Linked DNA regions of Ovis aries: region 2 is linked to region 1. A link is a contact called in public Hi-C data. All regions are on one chromosome and are shown on one strand. Each heading gives the region's core, a stretch centred on a gene start, on an enhancer-like site or on the middle of the called end of the contact. The rest is flanking DNA. Distances are from core to core; before and after follow the strand shown. Region 1 holds the start of DOP1A (DOP1 leucine zipper like protein A). Region 2 holds the start of PGM3 (phosphoglucomutase 3).

Region 1 (6,209 bases), core at 1,824-4,323:
TATGTCTGCCTCTCTATCCTGCCCTACAAATAGGTTAATCAGAACTATTTTTCTAGATTTCATATGTGTGTGTTAATACACAGTATTTTTCTCTTTCTGACTCCATGCTATTTGACAGACTTTAGGTTCATCCAGATCACTACAAATGACCCACTTTCATTCCTGTTTATGGTTGAGCAATATTCCGTCATATATGTATACTGCTGCTGCTGCTAAGTCGCTTCATTTGTGTCCGACTCTGTGCGACCCCATAGACGGCAGCCCACCAGGCTCCTCCATCCATGGGATTTTCCAGGCAAGAGTACTGGAGTGGGGTGCCATGTACATCTTCTTTATCCATTCATCTGTAGATGGACATTTAGATTGCTTCTGTGTTCTGGCTTTTGTAAATAGTGATGCAGTGAACATTAGGATACATGGTTTTCTCAGGATATATGCCCAGTAGTGGGATTGCTAGGTCATTTGGTGGTTGTTAGTTTTTTAAGGAACTTTCACACTGTTTTCCGTGGTGATTGTATCAATTTGTATTCCCTCCAAGAATGCAAGAGTTCTCTTTTCTCTACACTCTCTCCATAAGCATTCCTGTAACTCTTGAAAAGAGGAAGATGAGAATGACTCTATATGTACATTCCTACTCTTGACTTTTGCAAAAGTAAAAACTGACTCAGAGAAATCTGTAATCTCATTGTTACTGTTACTGGCCAGGGTTCTTGGCCTCCTTACTATCCAGGCAAGGCTGTACTGGGCCCCCTGTTGCAGAAGAGGGAGTGGTCTCCCACTTTTTGGTCTCTTTGTATCTTTTGTCCAGAATTTGCCCTAACTGCACATGCACACAGCTACTTTTAGTCCCATATAGCTTGTTTGTATTTTGTTGCTGGAGGAGAGATGTGTCCAGGTGCAAACACTGCATCACTGCAGCAAAGGATCCCAGGTCCCAGGCCTGCCTCACTACTGGAAGGTGATTTTGGAACGTTTGACCCAGTAAACGATCTATGGAAGTACTTGCTGCTGCTAAGTGGCTTCAGTCTGGTCCAACTCTGTGCGACCCCATAGACAGAAGCCCACCAGGCTCCCCCATCCCTGGGATTCTCCAGGCAAGAACACTGGAGTGGGTTGCCATTTCCTTCTCCAAACGTAAGTACTCATCATGGGAAAATATTGAAATGTAAGGCCAAGGTAGAATTATAATAATTATTTTAAAACAAGAGGCTTAAAAAAAAACAGAAACAATGATTACTTGTATGTAGAAAATTGTATTAATATGTTTATTGATTTTCCATTTTATCATTTTGAAGTCATAATTATTACACACTGGACATGTTAATTTGAATATTTTGTAAGCAAATAATAAAGTCATATTCTGATACTAGTTTATGACATTTTTTTCTAAAATCCATATTTGAAGATATTAAAGTTTATTGTTTTGCCTCACAAATTCCTGTATCCATCAGAATAATTCAAAATCATGGATGAAGGTAACAGCACAGTTAGAAGAAGTTTACTGCTATTTCATCTCAGTGATGACAAAAGACGATGGTTTTGATGGAAGAAAATTTCATATATTAAGAAACATGCTGGCTTATAGAAGATTTAACTGGAACTTTAGGCTAACCAAAACCGCCTATTTGTGGCCTATTAAATATGCACTGGGGATATCCCTGGCTATCCAGTCATTAAGACTATGCTTCCACTTCAGTGAGCACAGGTTCAATCCCTGGGCAGGGAACTAAGATCCCAAGTGCTAACTGGTATAGCCAAAAAAAAAAAAAAAAAAGCATCATACATCTACGTCAACCATTAAAGTAAAAAATGCATTAAAAAATTGAGGATTTGTGGTTCAGACATTCCAAAGGGAGCCAGGTGGCCACCATGGACATGGTTTCAGACATGTGCTTGTATTACTGAGAAGTTTTCTGAACTGTATCACATCCAAGGACACCTAAGCTTTGCTGCTAGCAGCTGCCAGTTGCAACTTTATAGTCTCAAGCTCTCCTCTTGTAACTATGTAACCATTTCAGACTTCAGTCAACCCTCACATAACAAGCACCCTTTTTGCCAGCTCCAATCCTAATTATTGACAAATATCTTATGATTTGGGGGCCTTCTGCCTTTATAACCCACCCCCATTTTGTAGTCCAGTGGAATATAATTCAAGTGCTTCTTGAATCTGTCTCTCCGAGGTTATGGTCATCAATGCAGCTTAAACAAAATTCTTTTCCATATATATATATATATATATGCTATACTAATTTATTATTTTTCTCCACTATTTTGGCTCCTCCTATCTTGTACCTTTAATATTCAAGGCTATTAAGTGCTCAAGTAGTAACATATATTGAAATACTTAACATTCTTTCTTTTTCTTTTCTTTTCTGTTGTGTGTGTGTGTGTGTGTGTGTGTGTGTGTGTGCAATGGGCCTCTTGCAGGATCTTAGTTGCTAGACCAGGGCTTGAACTTGGATCACTGCAGTAAAAGTGCAGAATCCTAGGCACTGTACCACCTGGGAATTCCCTATGTAACATTCTTAATGTAGCATTCTCTTCACAATTGATGTTTGATTATTTTTAAGAATTGTTATATTTGATATATAGTCACACATTTGCAAAAGAAACCATTTTGACCCTACACTTTAGGCACCAGGGTGCAGTTCTTGTAACTACGTGATTCTCGAGTTCTGCAATCAGAAGAGCTCCTAATGTGATAGCAACTATTTGTTTTCTAACTTCCCAAGTCTTTTAACCTCTCTAGGTTTGGAGTTCCTCACATGAAATATTGAGGAATCAGTTAAACAATTTAAATAAACACTTAAATCATTACTTGAAGAATATTTAAAAGCTATTTCCAACTCCTAGCATCCCTTCCATCTCTCCATCCATCCTGATGAGGCTGGCACCAGCAAATGGAAAACACCGGCTACAGGTCTACTCCGTTCATTGGTGGCGATGGACCGCTTCCGCGACGGTCCGCTTGAGGGCGCTGCGGCGACAGCGAGCGCCGGGAGGCGAGGAACGGACCGGGGGCGGGGATGGAGGGCCGCGGACGTCGACGCCGGCGTGGGCGCGGGCGCGGTGCACACTGGGAGCTGTCACTAGGCCGTCTGGCTCCCGACCTCCGTGTCGCTGCCGCGGTTGCCAGGAGAGCGGCGCCGGCAGGAGCGGCCGAGCCCCCGGCAGGTAACAGCGTCCCCGCCCCGCCTCCCCCAGCGCGGCTGCGAGGCCGGGGCCTCCGGCCCGGAGCGGCCTCCTCGGCCCGGCTCGTCCCTGAGCCGCTGGGACGCCCGGTGGGTCCGCCTGCGGTAGCGTCGGGGGTGTTGCCGCCCGAGCCCCGCCTGGAAGCCGCGAAACCCGCCGGCCGGCCGCCCCGCGGTTTCCAGGAAGGCGGGACTGGGGGCCGGGGCCGGGCGGCGGCGGCGCGAGGGCGGGCCGGGGCCCCGGGGGCCGGAGGCGGGGCCGGGGCGTCGGGTGGCCGGGCCGAGCCTCCTGCGCAGGGGGCGCGCGGTACGCGGGGTTGGGGCGGCGGTCGCACCTGTGTGAGCAGATCGCGCGGACTCACTTCTTTGTTGGAATCGAGGCATCATCATACTGTCTCTTGCATCTAGGGGGGGTTCATGATTGAAGAGACGAGAATGCCCGCCCTGGTTAATAGTCCATGTAGGGGGTGGGGGCTGGAAAGGAGTGTAGAAGTTTATTAGAGGAAGTCACATTAGTCATAAGGAAGTTGTTAATGGGCATCACCTTTGATTCCCAAGCCTTTTAAAGTTGCACCGTAACAATAGTCACTTGTTAGTTTTCCTTCATTCTCGCCTACCCAGGGGAGGGAAGGGCAGTAGCGCACAACTACTCTTTTAAAGCCAAGTACATTGTGTTTTGGTTATTCCTACACTTTCAGAGTTCTGTAGGGTTTGAGAAAGAAAGATGGGAAAAATCTGGAGACTGTAAAGCAGTCAAAACATTTTTTAAAATAAATACAAAAAAGATAGGAAACTGAAGTTTTTGCCTGACAAGTAAGCCCTGAACTGTAGAAAGACAAAGATCCCTCAGTTTTGATGTTGTTGGCTCTCTTGATGTGGACATTATATCTTGTGTTTTGCTGTGGATTACATGTCGGTTTTATGTGCTGACTGTTCACCTGATAAACAACGCGATTTCCTTGAGCTGACAGAAGTTACAACTAAAGAAAATTAAAACCAGTTGTAATACAAATGCTTTCTTTTAAAATGATTACTTTCAGCTGCTCAGAACTAAATCATTCCCCAGAATTTAGTAAGACAATAGCAGATCTCCGGGTGACCCTGATTATTAGGAGCCAGAGACTAGATTGTAAGAAGTAAAAATATCTAACTTAATACACAAACCTGGAAATGTAATGCTGCTGCTGCTGCTAAGTCGCTTCCGTCCTGTCCAATTCTGTGCGACCCCAGAGAGGGCAGCCCACCAGGCTCCCCCATCCCAGGGATTCTCCAGGCAAGAACACTGAAGTGGGTTGCCATTTCCTTCTCCAATGCATGAAGGTGAAAAGTGAAAGAGAAGTCGCTCAGTCGTGTCCGACTCTTAGCGACCCCATGGACTGCAGCCTACCAGGCTCCTCCGTTTTTGGGATTTTCCAGGCAAGAGTACTGGAGTGGGTTGGAAATGTAATAGTGTAACCAAAATGTAAATATAAAGTGAAAGTGAAGTCGCTCAGTGGTGTCCAACTCTTTGCGACCCTATGGACTGTAGCCTATCAGGCTCCTCAGTCCATGGAATTTTCCAGGCAAGAGTACTGGAGTGGGTTGCCATTTCCTTCTCCATGGATCTTCCCGACGGAGGGATCGAACCCGGTTCGATCTCCTGCATTGCGGGCAGACAGAATTAAATGTTTGAGTATATGCAGTCAAAGAAGTCCTATTTGGTAGTTAAACTACGGGAAAGAACTCTGTGGCCTGGGAAGGAGAGATTTCATTCAAGACCTTTGTTCTGCTGACCGGGTGTTATCTCTCTAGGCCTCAGTTTTGTCATCTAAGAGAATTTCATAGAATCAGAGTTTTCCAAACTGTTTTCCCTTAACACTCTTCTGAACCCATTAATACTCTTACTGCCTCCAAACAGAGTTCTGTAGCAAATAAAATGGGAGCGTGCATGTCCTGTACTTAGCTGCTCAGTCGTGTCTGAATCGTTGCAACCCCTTGGACTGTGGCCCGCCAGGCTCGTCTGTCCTTAGGGATTCTACAGGCAAGAATACTGGAGTGGATTGCCATGCCCTCCTCCAGAGGATCTTCCCACCTCATGGATCAAACCTGTTTCTTCTGCACCGCAGGCAGATTCTTTACCTTATGAGCCACCAGGCAAACTCAGTATGGAAGGACATTGGTTTAAATCAAGCTTAACTTTTCATTTGCTTTTAACCACAAGACTTCTTAGAACCACAAGACTCCTAGCTCTGCTGTGCTAATACACACATAAACTTCCAGAGTGGAAGCTTCCAGGGAAAGGTTATTGAAGCATTTCTCAAACTTAAGTGGCCAGAGGGTGGCTTTTATCATGGCCTACATGTTTACATCTCCTGGAGTATAATTACATAGAATACCCATTTGAAAATCACTGTAGTTGAGCAGAGTCCCCTTTCATCTCTAAAATTTCCTACATTATATGCTTCTGTGGCCTTCAGCTTAAGCTTGCGAGAGCATGAAGGTCAAATCCCAACTCACTAGACCAAAAGGCTTCTGTTTACCTTAGGACTGTAACAAGGATTCACATAGGTTACTGTGAGCTTTAATGCATTAATTTATGACAGAAGGGCATCTTCTTTTTTCTGGCCTCTTGATGCTTCTCTATAACTATAATTACCTCATTTTGGAATTTGATTTTATGGTTAAGTTATTGATCTTATTAGAAGTGGCATTATAAAGTTTTGATAAGTAGAGCCTTGTTGATAATGGCGTTGTTTTTACTATGATTACCGTTTCTAGTACGTATTCTTAAAAACTATGAAATGTGACAAAAACCACCTGAAATGTACTTAATAACTAAATAATTTTAAGAGCTAGATCTCTGGAAAAAGTTAAAGGTTACAATGTAAACTCTAAGACGGTTATTTCTAAATTGCTTAGGAACAAGATGTAAGTGTTGAATACAATCTGCAGTTCTTTTGTTAAATTCTGTCCGGTGTCAGCAGCACGCAACTAGTATGGCTGCTTCTGCCTATTCCTTGTTAGTTTGTTAGGGGTGAG
Region 2 (6,209 bases), core at 2,350-4,849, 140 kb after region 1:
TGTAATCTTCAGGAAGGCCTGCGTGATGTAGGCTCACCATCAACACTACAGGCGAGCAAAGGTGCGCTCCAAAAGGTTAAGCGACTTGCTCAACTCATACAGTAAGCTTGAGAGTTGGGGCTCGGACACCAAGCCCAAGCCAGAGCAGTGACTTAACTCCTACGTCCTACTGAAAAGACCAGGAGGAACCTCTCAGGGTGGTTCCATTCCACCTGACTCTTTCCATTTGTCTCGAGTGCTAAAACTGATACAACCACTTATGTGGCATTCAAAAATCAGCTTTCACCCTGGCTCTGATGGGCACCTGGTATCTCTACCAATCACCACGAAGGCATCTTGGTGCAGATCCACGGCTGCCTTCTCGCTGATGTCCACCAACACTCTGGGCAAATGTTCTTCCTCAGCGTTTGCCAAGCAGGTAGCATGCTCCTCCCAGGATGCTGCCAACATTTCACCCAAAGGATCCACCAATTTTACACCATTGTCTTCCTAAAAAAAAATAAAAATAAAAAGTAATGTGCACAGTCATGAGGAAGCAAACCCAAGCTGTTTCTCCCCAAACAAAAGGCAGTGACGGCTAGGCAGTTTCCCCGGTGACCACGACTGAAGGCCAGGTGCTGGACCAGGTTCTGTACATGCATCACCTCAGCGAATCCTCACTGCATGTGTCATCAATCTAACTAATCCTCCTATGGTTACTCCAATCTCTGAGAAAACCGAGATTCAGAGCAAGTAATCTGCTTATGTTCATACAGCTAGGAAGTGTCAGTGCTGATATTAAAACATCAAGTCTATCTGACTCTTACACCCAACAGCTGCTGAGCCCCCCTAGCCTTTTAAAAGGCTGTCACCCGTGCATCCACCATCAGTTAACTGATGAGGCACAACTGCAGCAGAACCAGGGTCCCTGGAGACCCTTCTCCCTGCGGCTGCACTCAAAAGAACACACTGGAAGGGAAGAGCTCAAAATTGTCTGAAGACGTGCTTCTGGAATTAACAATAAATGTGGGGTTCTGCCTACACATCATTAAGCAAGTGTGGTGATTTAGACATTTAACACTTAACACATTTATAACAATCCGCATTTAGAAGCTGAATAAGCAACATCCTCTTGTTTTTCGGTGGGGGCGGCTGTGAGAGGAAGAGGTTACAATCCCTCACTAACCTGCTGATTTAGCTACAAAGGCAAAAGTCTTGTGTTCTAGCAACAGAACAGAAGCATATTATTTAAACAATGTTTTAGTGAGTTATAGGCCAGTACAGAATAAGATAATTAAGTTGTGTCAGAGGAATACTTTAAAAACTTGATTGTCATAAACCCTAGACTCATCAGGCCTGATCAATATCCTGTCCAATGTTCACCTCTGGATCCCTCAAGTCACATGTCCAGCTGTTCACTCAGAACAAGAGACTATTCCCTAGCTATAGAAAAGCTGTCTGAAAATTTTCAAAGTGTGATAAGTCTTTTCAAAAATTTGTCCTCTCCCCTCCCCCAGTTTGCCTCCAATCTCTTCAATCTCTGCCACATTAACAGAGGCAACACTTTTTATTACTGATGCTGTCTCAATACAACTAAGTTATAAGGACATTGTGTTATTTCTCAATATGGACATACTCCAAAAAATGACTATCTCATCTCACTCTCTCCACAACTGTTAAAGAGTTGTGAGTGAAATGACCACTTGTTAAGAAAAGTGCTTGTTCAAAACCAAAGGCACAGAACAAGGACAAAGCAAAGTACTAGAATTAGAACTTGAACTGGGGTCAAAGTGCTCAGAAACTAAAGTTTGGTCTTGGAAACATAAGCCTCTCTTACTGGAGCACTATATGCATTACCTCAGGATTGTGCGACGCTGTTACCATGACTCCTATGGCAGATTTTGTCTGCTTTGACCTCAGGACAGCTAATAATCCCATTCGAAACATGACATGATCAAGATGTTCTGCTTTCGTTCGAAATCCAGCAGTCCCATATTGAAGAATGAGCCCGTCAGGCTTGGCATGTAACACTGACTGCTTTGTAACGGCATCTAAATCCATGTCTGCAAAATAAAGGAATATTTTTCAGGTATAATAAGAAATCTTCCATGGACTATTTGCTTCAAAACCTGTCATCCCAAACTAATACATCTGCCTCATTCTGATCTTCCCCAAAGAGGCCTACGTTTGAGAGGGAAGAACAGTAGAATACATCCGTGGGTTAGCATTACCTGTTTTGTCCACTTCAGGACAGAAATCAGGCTGTCCCCAACAATTCCTGGACACAAGGCAAACTTTTAAACAGTCCACTTCCAACTAAACTGAAGATTCCACAGCACAACAAAAGATGCTGAATAATCACAGCACTCTTGAGAAGAACAAAGCTGGAGGCACCACACTCCTGATTTCAAAGTACACTACAGAGCTACAGTAATCAAAACAGTATGGCCTTGGTATAAAAAAAGATCAGTAGAATAGAACCAGAGCACCTAGAAATAAATCCACACATATGACCACTTACGATTCACAAAATCCTACATGATCAGGAATCACCTCATTTTATAAATGGGAAAACTGAATTCTGGGTCTAGCTTACTGCTGATGGACTGAGGCCTGAAGTCACATTCTCAAGTGGACCTAAGCTGCACATGCAAAACATCTGGGAAATCTGTGAAGTTCTGCTATTCCTCCCAGGCTACAGAGACTGATTCCCAAAGGAAAAGCAAAGGGGAAAAACCTCCCCTCCAAGACAGACCTCCACATACACCATGGGGTGGATTTTTGTATTTTCATGAGGATCCTGACGCCCTTCTAAATTAAGCTCTCATTAACAAGCAACATCTTCCTTTTACCTTTAAAGTCAAAGGTCAGCCTGTAGCCCACTAGACTTCCTTGTTTTCTTTATTGTCCTTCATTACTTCAATGAACAACAGTTATATGTTTTTGTTCAGCTGGAAAAAACTGGCATTTAGGAAGCTAATTTAGTTTGACCTAGAGTGGACAAATCTATTTTTCAAGCATGAAGACATTTCATTAAAAACTGACCAGTTGGCAATATACCATAATTATTCATAAGGGCGTAAACCTGTTTCATCCAAAAGTCTTTTTTAAAATAAAAAAGTCAAGATAAAATGCTTCCGTCATTTCAAGCGTTTTATGTCCTAAAACTACTTTTGATGAGTATGCAAAGGTTTTTATTGAAAGTACCGTCAAGTCCAAACTGCGACCACTCAAAAAAGCCTAGAACGATCCCCTTCCCTCTATTCAACCTTCAGCACCTGGTTAGTTCCCCTAACTCCTCGCCCCAGAATCTGCCCACGTTTCCTGGCACCCAGCCTTGAGGCCCGCACTGAGGTGATGGACGAGACCCCTTCCCCTAGCTCGACCCTCGGGCCCGAGCCTCCAGCCCGCTCACCAGCCCGGGGACGAGTAGGCGTGCCCCTCGCGGCCCGCAGCTCAGTCCGCCAGATGCCCACTAGCCTCTCGGGTGGCCGAACGCCCGCCCACCGCAACGTCCCGTTCTCGCCGCCAAGCCTCGGGGCCCAGCTCACCTCCGCCAAGACACTCCCCTCACCCTCACCGCACGGACCACCTTCCTCGCAGCAGCGCCGAGAACCGACTGCGGCGCTGAGAATCCGAAGACGTGGCTCTGCGTGGCTTCCGGCTCGTTGCCCCGCCCCTCAGCCAATCAGCACGGGGGGCGGCCTGCGGGCCCCGCCCCGCCTCCGTGCCCGTCACGCGCGGCTCGCGCCTGCGGAGCTGCGGATCCGCTTAGCGAGGTTGACAGAGGGTTTGGGGCTGTTTCCCTTTGAATGACCCGGAAGGGTGAGGCCCCCGCGGTTGTCCGGGGGTTGGGGCTGAGGGTCGCGGGCCCTCAGAGCGCTGCGACCGGCAAAAAAAAACGCAGCCCCTGACTCCAAATTCGGGTCTCAGAGGGTGGCAGGCCCACGTTCCTGGGAAGCCGGGGTTCCGAGTGGTCCTGAGTGGGGAGGGGGTACCAGCCCCGAAACGGGGCCTCTAACAAGGTGATCCCAGCCCCAGTGAGCGCCACTCGGCTCCCCGCGCCCCCCTTCTCTACTCGCGAGGTTCATCTCCCAAACGTTTTCTTCTGGGAAGCTTTCTCGAGCCGCTCCTCCCCTCCCCGCCAGCTCGCATAAAACGCCATTTTATTTACCGGGAAGACCCCTCTCATTAAGCCAGAACCCTTGAGGGCAGAAACCAGGTGGATCCAAATCATCGGGACTCATTTGCCGTCCTGGTCCGGGGTGAGGCGAAAAGCCCACCGGGTAGGGCTCTGTGGCACAGAGGCCGCGGGGGCTGCAGCTGGCGTGGAACGCGGCGGGGCCCAGAAGACCCCCGGAGCCCGGGGATCCTAATCCTTGCCTCGACGATACTGCGGGCCTCTCTGGTCGCTACGGACACCGCCGCCCAAGCCCCGCACCTGGGTGGGATTTGGAAGCTGGGCCCCTCGCCCTTCCCAGAATTCAAGCTTGCAGTGTCCGCAAGTGGTGCTTGCCAGCCATCTGCAACGGGATAACTCTGAACACTTGTTGAAAATCCAGATTACCTGGACCCAGATCGGACCGGGGTTGGGGGGGAGGGGGGCACGGAGAGAGAATCTGAATTTTAACGACGCATCTTGGGATATGCGTCTGCTAGATTTGGGGGTCAGGAAATAAAGCGGAAGAGTGTAAGTGTCCTGCTTTGTGCACATAGCTCTCGGTGCGTAATACCGCTCCTGCAGAGCGGCTACCACGGAAAGGGAACTGCGGGAAATTTCCCTGGACACCGCCGACGTTGACAACCCCAGTGTCCCTGGGCCTTTCCGGTTTTCCTGGCAGGTTGATTTCGAGTCAGCATGTCGGCTTCAATGAAGGAATGCCTTCAGCTTCAGCTGCTGGAGATGGAAATGCTGTTTTCTATGTTTCCTAACCAAGGAGAAGTAAAACTTGAAGATGTCAATGCCCTGACGAACATAAAGAGATACTTGGACGGCATAAGGGAGGCGCTGCCACCAAAAATCGAATTTGTGATCACCCTGCAGATCGAGGAGCCCAAGGTAGGTGCCTTGAGTTGTTTTCCTTGTTGCCATGTTGCCAGGTTCCCAGGTTTTATTGAAAACACTTGGAGCCTGAGCTTCCTCTCCAAGAAGCAGATAGAGAATATTCCAGATGCATATTTCCTTTACGTGTTTGAAAGGAAGATATGGGATGTTAGTTGTCTCAATAAAGATCTTGACTTTTACACACATATGCTCACCTTTTAAAGCAATAGGCCCGGTGTTTTTATTAAACACACCTTGCAGTCTTATGGTGCCATTTTTCTGTCACTCGTCCAGTTGAACGAGTCCTGCTACTGTAGTATGGACTGTCTGGTACATACGTTATGACTTCCCCAGATCTCAATGTTGTCTTTTTGGCAGCACTGTTTTTAAGGAGTGAATGACTGTTTCTTTGGTGGCACCATGACCCTGAAAGCAAATACAGGTAGAAAATCTAAATTCTGAAAATGAATTGACCTTCATTTTCTGATCTGTTTATCTCCAGCAGGGTTAGCATCACCCATGTAACAAGTGGTCCAGGCATTTGAGAACCCCTGTTATTTACTTACTCAGCCTTGGGTCACCATTCCTTCAGGCGAGACTCCCTGGCTCCCCAGACCTCAGGTAGCCCCCCTGGTGACACATTTCAGTGGATCCCTCTGCTCTTTCATGGCCATGCTTCTCGCCTTTACAATGAAATACTTGCTGCGTGTAATGATTTGTTTAATGTCTGCCCCCTTCACTAGGCTCTACACTTCATGAAGGACAGAACTAAGGTCTAGCTTCTTGTGAAGAAGAAATATCTTGAAACAATTTTTTCAGCATAGGGTACCTGACACGTGCTCGGTGTTTGATGAATATTGGAAGGAATGAATGCATCATTGGAAGGAGTTTGTGTCTGTGTGTAAAATTGTGTTTGTGAAGTTGTGCAGTGTCTGGCACACAGCTGACATGTAACAGAAGCAGTAACTATTGTTGATACCTTGATCAGAATCATGCAGTGGCCATTGATAAACTAGCTTATGTGATTTCACGGTACTTAAATATATTTGCTTTTCATTTTGAGGTGAAAATTGACTTGCAAGTAACCATGCCTCACAGCTACCCCTATGTAGCGCTGCAGATGTTTGCACGGTCACCAGAACTTGACAGACAGCAGCAGCTGCTTCTCAACAAAGGCCTCACTTCG

What was found. A called contact is a pair of places that touch in the nucleus more often than the background predicts.
Region 2: a contact with region 1 is called in a Hi-C map of liver, with 2.4 times the contacts expected there. The contact joins the promoter of PGM3 here to the promoter of DOP1A in region 1. A contact is called at or near these places in 3 of 16 Hi-C or Micro-C datasets (hypothalamus, liver and muscle).

The regions. Positions count from the first base shown.
Region 1 is chr8:10,227,697-10,233,905 of ARS-UI_Ramb_v3.0, forward strand. It overlaps DOP1A (DOP1 leucine zipper like protein A), which reads left to right and starts at 3,074. Exons shown (of 37, transcript XM_060419385.1): 1 at 3,074-3,174.
Region 2 is chr8:10,370,136-10,376,344 of ARS-UI_Ramb_v3.0, forward strand. It overlaps PGM3 (phosphoglucomutase 3), which reads right to left and starts at 3,600. Exons shown (of 13, transcript XM_004011129.5): 1 at 3,531-3,600; 2 at 1,837-2,042; 3 at 305-489. The coding sequence starts at 2,040. It overlaps RWDD2A (RWD domain containing 2A), which reads left to right and starts at 3,735. Exons shown (of 2, transcript XM_004011130.5): 1 at 3,735-5,038; 2 at 6,087-6,209. The coding sequence starts at 4,838.